3 separate regions of the Zea mays genome follow, and regions 2 and 3 are each linked to region 1. A link is a contact called in public Hi-C data. All regions are on one chromosome and are shown on one strand. Each heading gives the region's core, a stretch centred on a gene start, on an enhancer-like site or on the middle of the called end of the contact. The rest is flanking DNA. Distances are from core to core; before and after follow the strand shown. Region 1 holds the start of LOC100282817 (vacuolar ATP synthase 16 kDa proteolipid subunit). Region 2 holds the start of LOC100273537. Region 3 holds the start of LOC103647023 (CBS domain-containing protein CBSCBSPB3).

Evidence for each region. Hi-C and Micro-C count contacts between places; a contact is called where the count stands out from the background.
Region 2: a contact with region 1 is called in a Hi-C map of ear, with 2.2 times the contacts expected there. The contact joins the promoter of LOC100273537 here to the promoter of LOC100282817 in region 1. A contact is called at or near these places in 2 of 25 Hi-C or Micro-C datasets (ear and tassel).
Region 3: a contact with region 1 is called in a Hi-C map of tassel, with 4 times the contacts expected there. The contact joins the promoter of LOC103647023 here to the promoter of LOC100282817 in region 1. A contact is called at or near these places in 6 of 25 Hi-C or Micro-C datasets (bundle sheath, ear, endosperm and 3 more) and 1 of 3 datasets of contacts at active chromatin or transcription factors (leaf).

What each region holds. Positions count from the first base shown.
Region 1 is chr2:140,542,390-140,546,367 of Zm-B73-REFERENCE-NAM-5.0, reverse strand. LOC100282817 (vacuolar ATP synthase 16 kDa proteolipid subunit) reads right to left here and starts at 2,145. Exons shown (of 3, transcript NM_001369229.1): 1 at 1,915-2,145; 2 at 1,319-1,604; 3 at 1-118. The coding sequence starts at 1,993.
Region 2 is chr2:140,329,009-140,332,986 of Zm-B73-REFERENCE-NAM-5.0, reverse strand. LOC100273537 reads left to right here and starts at 2,051. Exons shown (of 17, transcript NM_001365735.1): 1 at 2,051-2,197; 2 at 2,366-2,475; 3 at 2,612-2,672; 4 at 2,813-3,000; 5 at 3,082-3,211. The coding sequence starts at 2,098.
Region 3 is chr2:140,382,415-140,386,392 of Zm-B73-REFERENCE-NAM-5.0, reverse strand. LOC103647023 (CBS domain-containing protein CBSCBSPB3) reads left to right here and starts at 1,854. Exons shown (of 13, transcript XM_008671598.2): 1 at 1,854-2,200; 2 at 2,283-2,442; 3 at 3,040-3,172. The coding sequence starts at 2,040.

The DNA.
Region 1 (3,978 bases), core at 896-3,395:
TTGACCAGCGCGAGACGAAAGGATAATTCCAACAATTAGACCATAGAGAGCAAGCGCTTCTGCGAAAATGAGGATGAGGATCATGCCAACGAAAAGCTTTGGCTGTTGCGCATTTGCCCTGAAATCGGTGGCCCAAAAATTAGTCAAACTAAAATTTCAATTCCCATGCCTCCTCTGTAAAAGAAGAAACGCCAGGAGAAAGTTGCATGTGAGCTACTGATTGGAACTTATCAACCAAGTAGTAGTGACAGAAAGTGCTTGATTTCTAACCTAACAGAGAACCTAAATGTGTAATAATTGCATTTCCAGACTTGTGTATGAAATATTAAAAAGTGGATTATCAACACCATCTGTAGCCACTGAAAAAAAGAGAGCTTATGTTGATCATTAACAGCCTTTAAGCATATAAATAGCCATATATCAATTTATATACTCATCCAAGAGCATGTTTGTGTTCATGGAACAGTAGAACTTTGGTTGGTCATACTTCAGTGAAAATGAAATACAATATGACAGTCAAAACTAAAAGTTAAGTCAGTGCTCCCACCATACAACTATTGTTTACACACATGGGGTGCTTAAAGATAGAGAGGAAAGAAAACCTACCTACATGTTCTTCTAATGAACACTATGTTCCCAGTTAAATGAAAATGTTCCAGAAAGTGCAGTATCAAAAAAAAAAAGGAGCATGACATATTGACATAGAGTAAAATATTGCTATCATTGAAATGACAAGAAATAGTTCCAAGTCAGAAAGAATATTTATAAATTGTATTCAATAGGGGGGGCATAATTTTAGACAATTCGTTTTTCAAATATTTGATGACCCAAGACGAAAATTTATGTGCAAGACCAACAGGACAAGAATTAGACTAATAATGAGAATTTGAATGTCAATAACTTTGATTAGTACATGGACTTAGATTCTTAGAGCATGTACAACCCCATTAATTAGGTGGTCACTTGAAGAGTCTCTAGAGAGTTAATTGAAAAAAAAATACAAGAGACGGACTTATATATTGTCTCTTGACTGCATTTACAATCCAGGGGCTCAAGTTTGTATCATGCAGTTTTTAGTTATCTCTTGTACTTAGAAAACAGTTCCATGGTCTCAAGGTTGTACATGCCCTTATAACTTATGGTGATAAGGTGGGCACTCAATATAGCACATTAAGGAGTCACATTGTTAATGCTAGGAGTATTAACCTTGTAGCAGTCAATAACACAATATTAACATTCTGGGCATGGCATGGCATAGCAGACAGTAATAAAAGGACATAGTAAATCTATGATGCTCACTACAGAGAGAGCCTTTTACCTGACTCCAGCATCACCGACAATGCCGATGGCCATGCCAGCTGCAAGCCCAGCGAGACCACAGGCAAGCCCGGACGAAAGGTGGGCGTAGCCATCAAAGAGGTAGTAGGGCTTGGCCTTGGGGTTGATCCCCGTGCTGATGATGACGGCGATGATGAGCCCGTAGATACCGAGCACACCAGCCATGACCACGGGCACGATGGACTTCATGACGAGCTCCGGCCGCATCACACCCATCGACGCCACGCCGACGCCGCTCTTCGCGGTCCCGTACGCGGCGCCCATGCCTGCGCCGGATCAAGCAAAATAACAGCCTAGTCAGCAACTGCCCGACCGAAAAAGCCCACCGCTTTCTGGAATCCGACAGACTGACACCCGATCGGACCAAATCGGGCAGATCCAGCATCAGCACGCCCGGAATCGAGCTGACCGGAGGCTGGAGCTCGGCCAGATCGAGGGCTAGCCATGGAGCCCCAACGATAGATCGAGCAATGGACGGTGAAAAATCCAAACTTTATCCGGAAAAAACTAGAGCTTTGAGTACGGAATCGCATGAGCGAGCAAGTGGAAAAGGAGGATGGTCGAAGGGGAACGAACATGAGAAGACGAGGGCGGCGGCGGCGCCGAGGAAGCCGAAGAAGGGGGCCGTCTCATCGCCGCTGAACACCGACGACATCTTCGCCTCCGGCTTCCTGTTCCTGTCCCTGCCTCTCGGTGGTGGGTTGCCTGCCTCGCTCGGTCTCCGGGCGGCCGCGTCGCTGGGGCGAAGAGGAAGGAAAAGGGGAGGTGGGTGGGCAGGCAGGCGTATGCGATCTCTCTCGAGCCGAGTTTGGTTCTGATCTGAAAATCTCCAGACGCGAGACCGACTATTTTACAGTTTTGTCCCTGAGCTCCCGTGCTAGAGGACGGCGATCGTGGCTGTCCACACCGGTCACGCCACGATCTGATTTCTAATCCATAGTGTCCATCGGCCTTCCATCATCAGAATCGACGGCTAATGATTTTTGCATTACTCGTGACGGCTAACCTCTATTTTCAAAATTAGTACAAAATTTTGGCTATTTATCAATGCACTTGTCACTCGACTTTAAGAGCCAAGTTTGATAATTTGTTTTTCTATAAACGAATTTTAGATAATTCAATTACTCTCTCTGTTCCAAATTACAAGGCAAGTTAGTTTTTACATACATTTTTTTATTTATATATATACCTAATATATGTCTAAATAAAAAAATAAAATATATATATATATATATATACAAATCTAAAGTGATTTATGTTTTGAAATGAAGGGAATATATAACACTAACAAGTAGAATCTATTTGGTTTAGCATTTTTTCCTTTTTCCCCGGTTACTATCAAATCCCATAACTTTATGTTTTTGTTAGTGTCCTGATCCTTAAACTTTTCACAAAAATTTAGAAACTCATAACCATAACCAACACATGCCTTGGGTCCTGACATGGACTTATGTTAATCGCCTCTATCCATTTGGATCACAAGTCTATGTTCAGGCTAGCACAAGACCTTTATCTTTGGTCTTCTTCATGCAATAGATAACATTGTCAACTTACAGCAAAACCCTAACCTCAACTCTCGACCGATAAGGACTCCAAGCTAGCTTACAACCTTCACAACACTGTCACGTCCAAACTAAATCAACTCAGTCTTTGACCTAAGTCAAATCACAAAGTTGTTGCTCGAAAAGTGATCTATGGGCCAAAGTGGTTCCTACAACGATTATGAGTTGTATTAGAACCCTAGTTTAATCTCTTTATCTCAATTCTAGAATTCTCAAATTTCAAGTTCCACCACACTATCTGCGAGAATACTAATACATCGGAATTTGTTTAGATGAATTGTCCTCTTATCCCCACCCTAGTCTCCACCTATCAACACAAATGTAATTATTTAGCTCCATACTCCATCTCTCCACTTCATCTCATCACTTGCATCTCCCTTCCTCTCTCTTGAAAGTGAAGAAAACAAGAACTAGAGAGGAAAAGCAAGAGACGAAAAATAAAAAGAACATAAGGAGAGATCCAAGCCAAGATCAAGGACCACCATCTCAAGAATAAGATGCAGATCATCACCCCCATCTACATCTTTTGAGTGAGCTCAAGAACATCTTCTTTCTTTGTCACATGCAAATCCTAACCCTAACTCTTTATTTCATCATGCATGTGGTGAAAATGAAGGTGCTAGCAACCTGATCCGTCTCAACTGCAAGCCCTACACTTCAATCGCTCATCCATCTCATGGATTTCTCAAATTTCTCTCTAAATGGAAACATGTGTTCCATGCAAGGAAATCCCATATTCATTTCAATCCATCTCTTTCACTTGAAAGTGAGACGAAGCAAGGCAAAAACTTGGGCTTCATGAGCCAGGGTCACCAATCCACCAAAGTTACCAAAGTTTAATTTCATGGAATTTCTCTATTTATTCATGTTTTGCTCGAATTCTCGTCACTAGCTTAAAACACTATATGCAATAATAAAATCTAGGAAACACAACCCCAACACCTCACCCAAATAATTCTAGATGATCACGAACACCCCTAGAAAATATCACCCATAAACCCTAGAACAAACATCAAGAAAAAATGTTTTATATTTTGATATAAAGGGAATATATAACACTAACAAGTAGGAGCTATTC
Region 2 (3,978 bases), core at 802-3,301, 210 kb after region 1:
TCACTTATGGTCTTCATAATGCCTTCTTTTGAGGTATTGCTTCCTCAATGCCTTAGTCCAATTCACTTTAGCATCGTGTGAACTACAAACATGAACACTAGCAAACACATTAGTCCATAGATTATGTTGATCATCAAACACCAAAATCATTTAGACAAATGGGCCAGGGTCCATTTTCCTTACAAAGGGCCAAGAATCTCTTTGCTTACTTGCTGAATTATCATAGCACAATGCAATTCTTAGAAATTTAGGCAGCTTGTATAATCAGTGGTGTTTCCACAAAGGTATAGACAAATAGAAGCTCCAGAGTCTGGTTATCAATGAGTCATGAGATGTTTCAATCGTCTAAGATATTTTTATAAGATGTTTAGAATGAAACCTGATGTTTTTAAGGCACTTCATGATTTATTGGTCTCTTCTTATGGTTTGAAATTGACTCATATTATTACATCAACTGAGTCACTAGCAATGTTTCTATTGATTGTTGGAGGGCCACAATCTTTTTCCCAAGCAGAAAACTGTTTTGTACAGTCCACATGGACGATTCACATGAAGTTCAAGGAAGTATTGAAGTGTTTGCTTCAGTTAGGAAAAGAAAACGTGAAACCAAAGGATCCAACATTTAGCTATGAACATGAGAAGTTGAAAGAAGATCGTTTCTGGCCTTATTTCAAAGGTGCCATTGGAGCAATAGATGGATCACATACTAAGTTAGTTGTGCCAGCTGATACCAGCTGATAAGGTGATTAACTATACTTGTCATCATGGATATACATCGCAAAATGTACTTGCGATATGTGACTTTGACATGAGGTTTACATTTGTGGTTGTTGGATGGGCGGGTCCAGCACATGACACATGGATCCTTAATCATGCATTGGCAAACTTTGCTTCTTTTCATGTCCCTCCTAAAGGTAATTTTATAATACTATCTTGTGAACTATAATTATTTATATTTTACAATAGTAATTTGATTTCATTTTTCAAATAAGTACTACCTTGTAGACTTCGGATATCCAAATCGAACGAGATACCTTGAACCTTTCAAAAGGACTACGTACCAAATACCAGAATTTCGTCATCGTCGTGGACGTCCACCACAAGGGAAGCATGAGTTATTCAACTTCTTGCACTCCTCCCTCTGCAATGTCATTGAGCGTGCATTTGGGGTCCTCAAGCAAAAATGGCGCATACTGAAAGAATGTCGAGTTTCTTAGTTGAACGGTAGAAAGAGATCATTATAGCTTGTTTTGCATTACATAATTTTATTCACGACAGTGAGTTGCGTGATAAGGAGTTTGAGATATGTGACGCAGATGATGAGTACATGCCTAGAGCATCAAATGTTGGGGATCAATCTCAAAATGGTGGTCACGAGGTAGAGGGAGATAATGAAGATACTATGAACACCATTCGTGATAGGATAGCTAGTTCGCTAGCTAATGCACGGAGATATAAGCTAGTTATCTTATCTAGATGACAAGTCTTCTTAGATAAACAATGCACTTATTTATATATGTATTTTTTTTAAATTTTATATGTGGAGATCACATCATTGTGATTATTATGCATACAAACAACATATCAAGCCTTAGGGGTATTATAGATAATTTATATTCAATCCATAATTTTTCACAACAAGTTCAACCAAACAGCTTTTAGCTTTTTCATGGCTGTAACTCACATCAAATTTTCCACAGTTAACAGGTCATAGTGGCTTTTTCACGGTTCCCAACAAAACGCATCCTAAGGGCTGATTTGGTGACCAGGGATCCCAAAGGGATCCATGGGGGAGAAATCTCCTTGCAATTCATTTTTGAATAACAAGAGAATTACTCTCATGAATCATCTCGAGATCCTTGACCACCAAATCAGCTCTAAAGTTTCTACTAACCCAAGCACATCCGTTACACTGCTGCCCCGCCAAAATTGCAGGCAGGCAGGCACCAGGCAGCCGCCAGCGTCTCTCTCTGTTTCTGAAACCATCCCTGCAGGTCCCTGCTCCCTGGTTATATTAAGCAGCTCCCAATCTTTGGCATTTGCAGGCACACAACACAACACAGTTCTCCCTTTCCACTCCAGTCCAACCAACCGTCCATGGGTTTCTTCATCCCGCCGCCCAAGGTGTACAAGCCGGCGGCAGAGGTCGACCTCGGGCCGGACAGCGACGAGCACTACATCAGCCCCAACGTGAAAGGTCCCTCGCTCCCTGACCAGACCTCTCCCATCCCAGCTACAGCGGTGCACATGCATGCATGAGAATGATTGATTGTTCAATTGAGTAGATGGTCGGAGGCGATCTCCGTCTCCGCGCGCGCTTGCTTGCTTTCTTCCGCTGCTGATACATGCGTGGACCGTCTTGCAGCGCCCCGCGTGGCCGGGTTCCTGGTGAAGATGCTGGCCTGGGTGCTGGAGACGCCGGTGCTTGGCTGGATCGTGCTCGGCGTCCTCAAGAGGGACAACCTCGTCTACAAGGTGCCTGCTGCTCTGCCCGAATGGATGAAAAACTCTGCTTCGAACCGGCCGCTGCTGCAAATAGTGCAATGCATGTAGCCTGGAACTAATCCAGTACTCGTCAACTCACCGTCCCTCCTCCTCGTCGCCCCCGCAGCTCGTCTCGGACGCTGAGATCCCGGAGCCGCCGCTATTCACGGCCACCCACACATGGCAAGGTTGTTCCTTGATTCCCGCATTGATGAGCAGCTGGAAAATTAAAGGAAGGAGGGGGTGTTTTAGAAGCTGAAAATTCGATTGACTGAATAATTAATGTATGATGAAAGCCATCCGTCTGCTTGACAACCGATGGATGCAGCAGCGATCCAGGAGCAGAGCGTGCGCGTGACGGAGTCGAGGCTGTCGCCGGCGGAGCGCGTGCAGGAGGCCGTCGCCTGCGTCCCAGCTGCTGCCCAGGCCCAGTTGGAGCCGGCGGCGGGGTTCAGGCGCTGGACGGTGCGGGACTTCCACAGGGCGTACAGATCAGGACAGGCTACCCCTACCATGGTAAGCATAAGCAAACGACCCGGCCGGCACTCGGTGGTGGTAGAATGAAACGTTATGCCGACATGCACTGCACGCATGCAGGTGGCGCGGCGATTCCTGGCAGCCGTGGAGGAATGTTCAGGGCCGGACCTGAACATGGGCTTCTTCATCAGCTGCGACCCTGCGGACGTGCTGCGGCAGGCCGAGGACTCCACCCGCAGATACCAGCAAGGTGCGTGGTATATGCGTATAGCAGTAGCAGCGGCGGCGAAGGCGGCGTAGCAGGTAGACGAATTGATCTTGCCGCCGTTCCTCCTGCGCGCTCATTGTATTCCGCCGCGCAGTTGATCTTTCTCTGAACTGCAGAACAGCTAGGCAGAACCGGCCGTTAATGGATCACGGCCGTAAAAGCACCAACAAGTGACAGTGGTATAACTATATAGCACCATATACATGCGTACTCACTACTCAGCAAAGCTCAGCAGTCACTAGTCAGCTTCAACTCTGCTTCTAGAAGATGTCAGGCTGTCACCGTAAGGGTTCAGCTCTGCTACTGGATAGTATTGGATAGTATGCTGCGGTCAAGCACTAGATATAGCTAAGAAAACTTCTTTATATAATACAATATATCTAAGCCTTGTATTTTATCTACTAGACTTCTCAAAACACGACTCGTTTATGTGGATTATATAAGTAAAACTATATCTAGATTTAGACAACCGTGCTAAAGATGTTACTTCACCAAAATATATCTCTTATATCTTTTTACACTTATTTTTTAATAATTTTTTTAAGATATAAATCATTTATGTGTGATGTAGAGGCCCCTGAGTAGAAACCCAGCACTACTTTTACCGCACCACCAGAGTGGCCCCTGCCTGGTACAAGCGCCAACAGGCCCATGAGGCATGCTCCAGTGTTGCGTAGCAGCTCAGAACAGTGGCGGCAGCTGCTTTAGGCCTCGGTTACGTCTAGATTAAAGAGGATTGACAGACATTA
Region 3 (3,978 bases), core at 605-3,104, 160 kb after region 1:
GATCCTGGCATGTACATGGTTCGCATTTGGTTTGCCTTCCAAAACCGGATGTGACAGGATCTAACCCTAATCCTATCATTTCTAGCAATTTTAATCTCCACCTTATTTCTGACACTATACTCTGTGGTAGCTTTTCTGAGTCTTTCAACTGAAATAAACATGAGGCCAACATAGAATGAAGGATTCAACATATATTCTTCCTCAAATGTCTAAAAATATCCTTCACCATCTGAGTCAGAATGTGGTATGTCCAACCTTTCAACATATGTCTTTTCATTATCACTATCTCCTAAGGTTCTATCAACCACTGTGGATTTTAACTTTGTGCCTTTAGCTTTTTATCACATTTTCCTACAACTTCTTCAAGATTTTCATCAAATAAATCTGCATCTCCTAGTTCCACCTCATAGTCACTGTCACAAAAAATCATGTCCATCACTATCAGAATCGATAGAGTGAGCTGGGTCATTTGTAGTTTCTACATGTTGTTCAACCCATCCCTTCTTAAGGTCGGTATAGAACACTGGAAGTTTCTCTCCTTGATTTTCTGGTAACACTTCTAACAAACTGGGGCTAATTACTTTAAGTAGTGCTAGCTTAGGGCACGCCACCACATCATCCTAGTTTATAGTACCTAATTGGTCTTCATGGTCAAAATAAACAGCAAGTTCCTTCACCTTGGCAGATACCTAAGACAACGGAGGAAACTATGTGCCACTTATCTAAGTGTTGTATCGGGTCTGTTTCGACCCATGAGACTTTAAGTGAGACCCAAATAGTGAATATGATCTTAATAGACACACTTTAAAAGTTTATGGACTGGGTTGACGTAGTCGCATAAGTTTAAGGACTGGAAATACACTTTACTCAAAATTTAACCATTATTTGGACGAAGAACAACTTAAATACAATTCATTTTAACTTGTTGCACTTAAAATGATTAGATAGAAAAAAATACAGCACATGGAGGTGGAACCAGAATTTGTGAAAACCATTTTTTGAGCTTTCCAAGTTCGTAGGAAAAAATGAGGAGTAAATTGCATTCATGATCGTCGAACTTGGCACATCGTGTCAGATCACACCTGAAACTTTGGTTGTAATCCCTGGGGCATTTAACCTTGTTTTTCCTTTGTGAGCCGCCTATGTAAATCCACGATCTTTAGGCAAATTTGAATCAATCATCGCTCCAGTTCTCTAACTTAGTCGGACCATGCAAAATCGGGTTTGCTCAAACCGGATGTTGATGTGGGTGCCACGATGGAGTCACTTGGGTCCTAGAACTTTGTCCTCTGACTTTGATTAGTATGCTCCAACGTGGCATGTCACATCGACATCGTGTTTGAGCAAACCCGGTTTTGGACGGTTTTGTATAGGACGACTAAGTTAGAGGACACATTTTGCTGATTTTCTGAGCTATAGGACCCATGTAACACACTGTACAAAGTTCAAGGAATGCTACTGCATTTTACTCAAAATCGAGAAGCGTTTTAAGGTGCTAAATTAGCTCTTACGGCCATAAACACATGACCATATATCATTGGGTAAAATCTAAATGTTAGAAAAAATGTATGTTTAAGCTCCGATAAAAAAAGATAAATCTCTCAATTTCTAAATTATAGGAGGCTTTAGCCTCTCTAATTTTTTTATCAATCTTACAGAAAAGATCAAAAACATGTTTAAATTAAAATTAGTTTCATTAAATTTTCTACATAGAGGCTATTGGTTTTTTTTCTCGGAGGAGTTCAATATAGGACAGAACTAAAGAGATCTATAATCTGAAACGAATGAATGAAGTTAAATTCTTTGTCAGATTCTAGAATTTTGAATAGACCCCAAATCCCAATGTTTTCACCACGGTTGCAAAAGCCTGTAATTTGCAGTTTTGCAATATACCAGGGACCAAAGCGTGACAGGGGGCCCCACAGGCGCATGGAAGCCCAAAAGAGCCAGCGATCGTTCCCAACATTCCCGGCCGGCGCTGTCGCTTCCCTACCTCGTCGAGAGAATCCGCTGCCACCTACGCCTACGCGGCCGCGGTCATGAGTTCCACCGCCGCTGTGGCCCTTAATCGCCGCACTCGCAGCCGCCCGCCGTCGGCCGCATCCTCCCGCAGGTCCGATGATCCCACGGCCGCCGTCGCCAGTACCGCCAACGGCAACGGCAATGTCCCCACCAAGGCCGCCTCCCCCGATCACGCCTCGTAAGGCCGCACAAGCTTTCTCCTTTCTCGGATTCTTCTCTCCGCCTCAACTGTCACTAAGGTGTTGGGTTTGTTTCGTCAGAGGGGAGAGGACGGTCAAGAAGCTGCGGCTGTCCAAGGCGCTGACGATCCCGGAGGGGACCACGATCTCGGAGGCGTGCCGGCGGATGGCAGCGAGGCGGGTCGATGCCGTGCTGCTCACCGACGCCGGTGGCCTGCTCTCCGGCATCGTCACCGACAAGGTATCGTGTTCTTTCATCATTTCAGTTTTGAATCTAATGGTGCCAGGTGGGTTATGATTGACGGCCAAGTGGTTTGGATCTTAAAAAGTATTCCCTCCTTTCTTTTTTATTTTTCCCTCCATCTTTTTTATTTGTCGCGTTTTAGTGGCTAATGATAAATAATCGAGAACGGAAGTAGTATCATATTTATACGTAAAAATGTCACAGTAAGGTAGTGACCGCTTTGGATTGTACTCCACTCGCTCCCATAAAGCTTAGCTTGTGTCTCAATCAAGTGCCTGAACAGAATGCATTTCTTTAGTGTGGGATGCTTTGCACCATTGCAACTTTAGCTAATGCTATGTTATTTGTTTAAATTACTTTGTGATTGAAACTTATAACTGATGCTATATGCATGTCCTTATTTATTCTGGAGCTGAAACTTTGTATACATGGATACCACTGCTTGAATCATTGGATGAAATGCAATTGGCTTGTTATGCTTTCGTCTTTCATCTGTGGTTGGTTTGGACAAATCTGACATTGACTCAGCAGTATCTAACAGCTAGTCGAAATATACCTTCATGCTTCATTCATTTCCTTTGAACTGGGATATAGGACATAGCTACAAGGGTCATTGCCGAGGGGTTGCGGGTTGAGCAAACAATCATCTCCAAGATTATGACAAGGAACCCTTTATATGTCATGGGGGACACACCTGCTATTGAGGCACTGCAGAAAATGATCCAAGGTATATGTTGACCTCTGTTTTAACGGCGTCACCTAGGCGTTCAGGCGGTGGTCCAATGCCTAGGCGCTTTGGTCTCCTACTTCGCCTAGGTGTCCAGGCGGCGGTCCAACGCCTTGTCTCGCCATATCGCTTTAAAAACCATGATGTTGACTACTGTTAATATAACATCACATTCAAGAAAAGAAATAATGGAAAATATATCTCGAAAATACACATGAGAGCTGCGTATCAGCAAAGTAGAGTGGGACCGTACAAAAACACCCCAAATCCTAGACCTAATAAGGGGTTAGAGACACAAACAGTCGATTGCTAATACACAACACGGACAGAACCAGACCACTAAGAGCCAAATGCTAACCCCCACTTGGCCCCCGACCCAACTGCCTAAGACTCTTGGCACCCACAAAGCACCAGAGATAATGTTCCTCCTCGAAAGAGTGAAGCAACACCTCCAGGCTGGGCCGAACCTCCTGAAAAACAATGGAATTTCTGTGCTTCCAGAGGCACCAAGAACCTAGGATAACAAGTGCCTTGTATTACATGATACTAAAGGAACATATTATTTTGTTAATATTAGAAAGTTATTATTTGGTTCATGCTTACTGCAATGACTTGGGACTTACTTTAACAGATCATGCTATATCTTAGCTACTGTATTAGTCTAGAGGGGTGGAGTAATGACAACTTCCGTTGCTCCCAAGTTTTATAAGGAAAAGGAGGACTAGCGTTTTCAATGTGGTCCAGTATCCAAATTCCTTTAACATCCTAATGACATCATAACATTAATGCTGCATAGGCTAACCCTC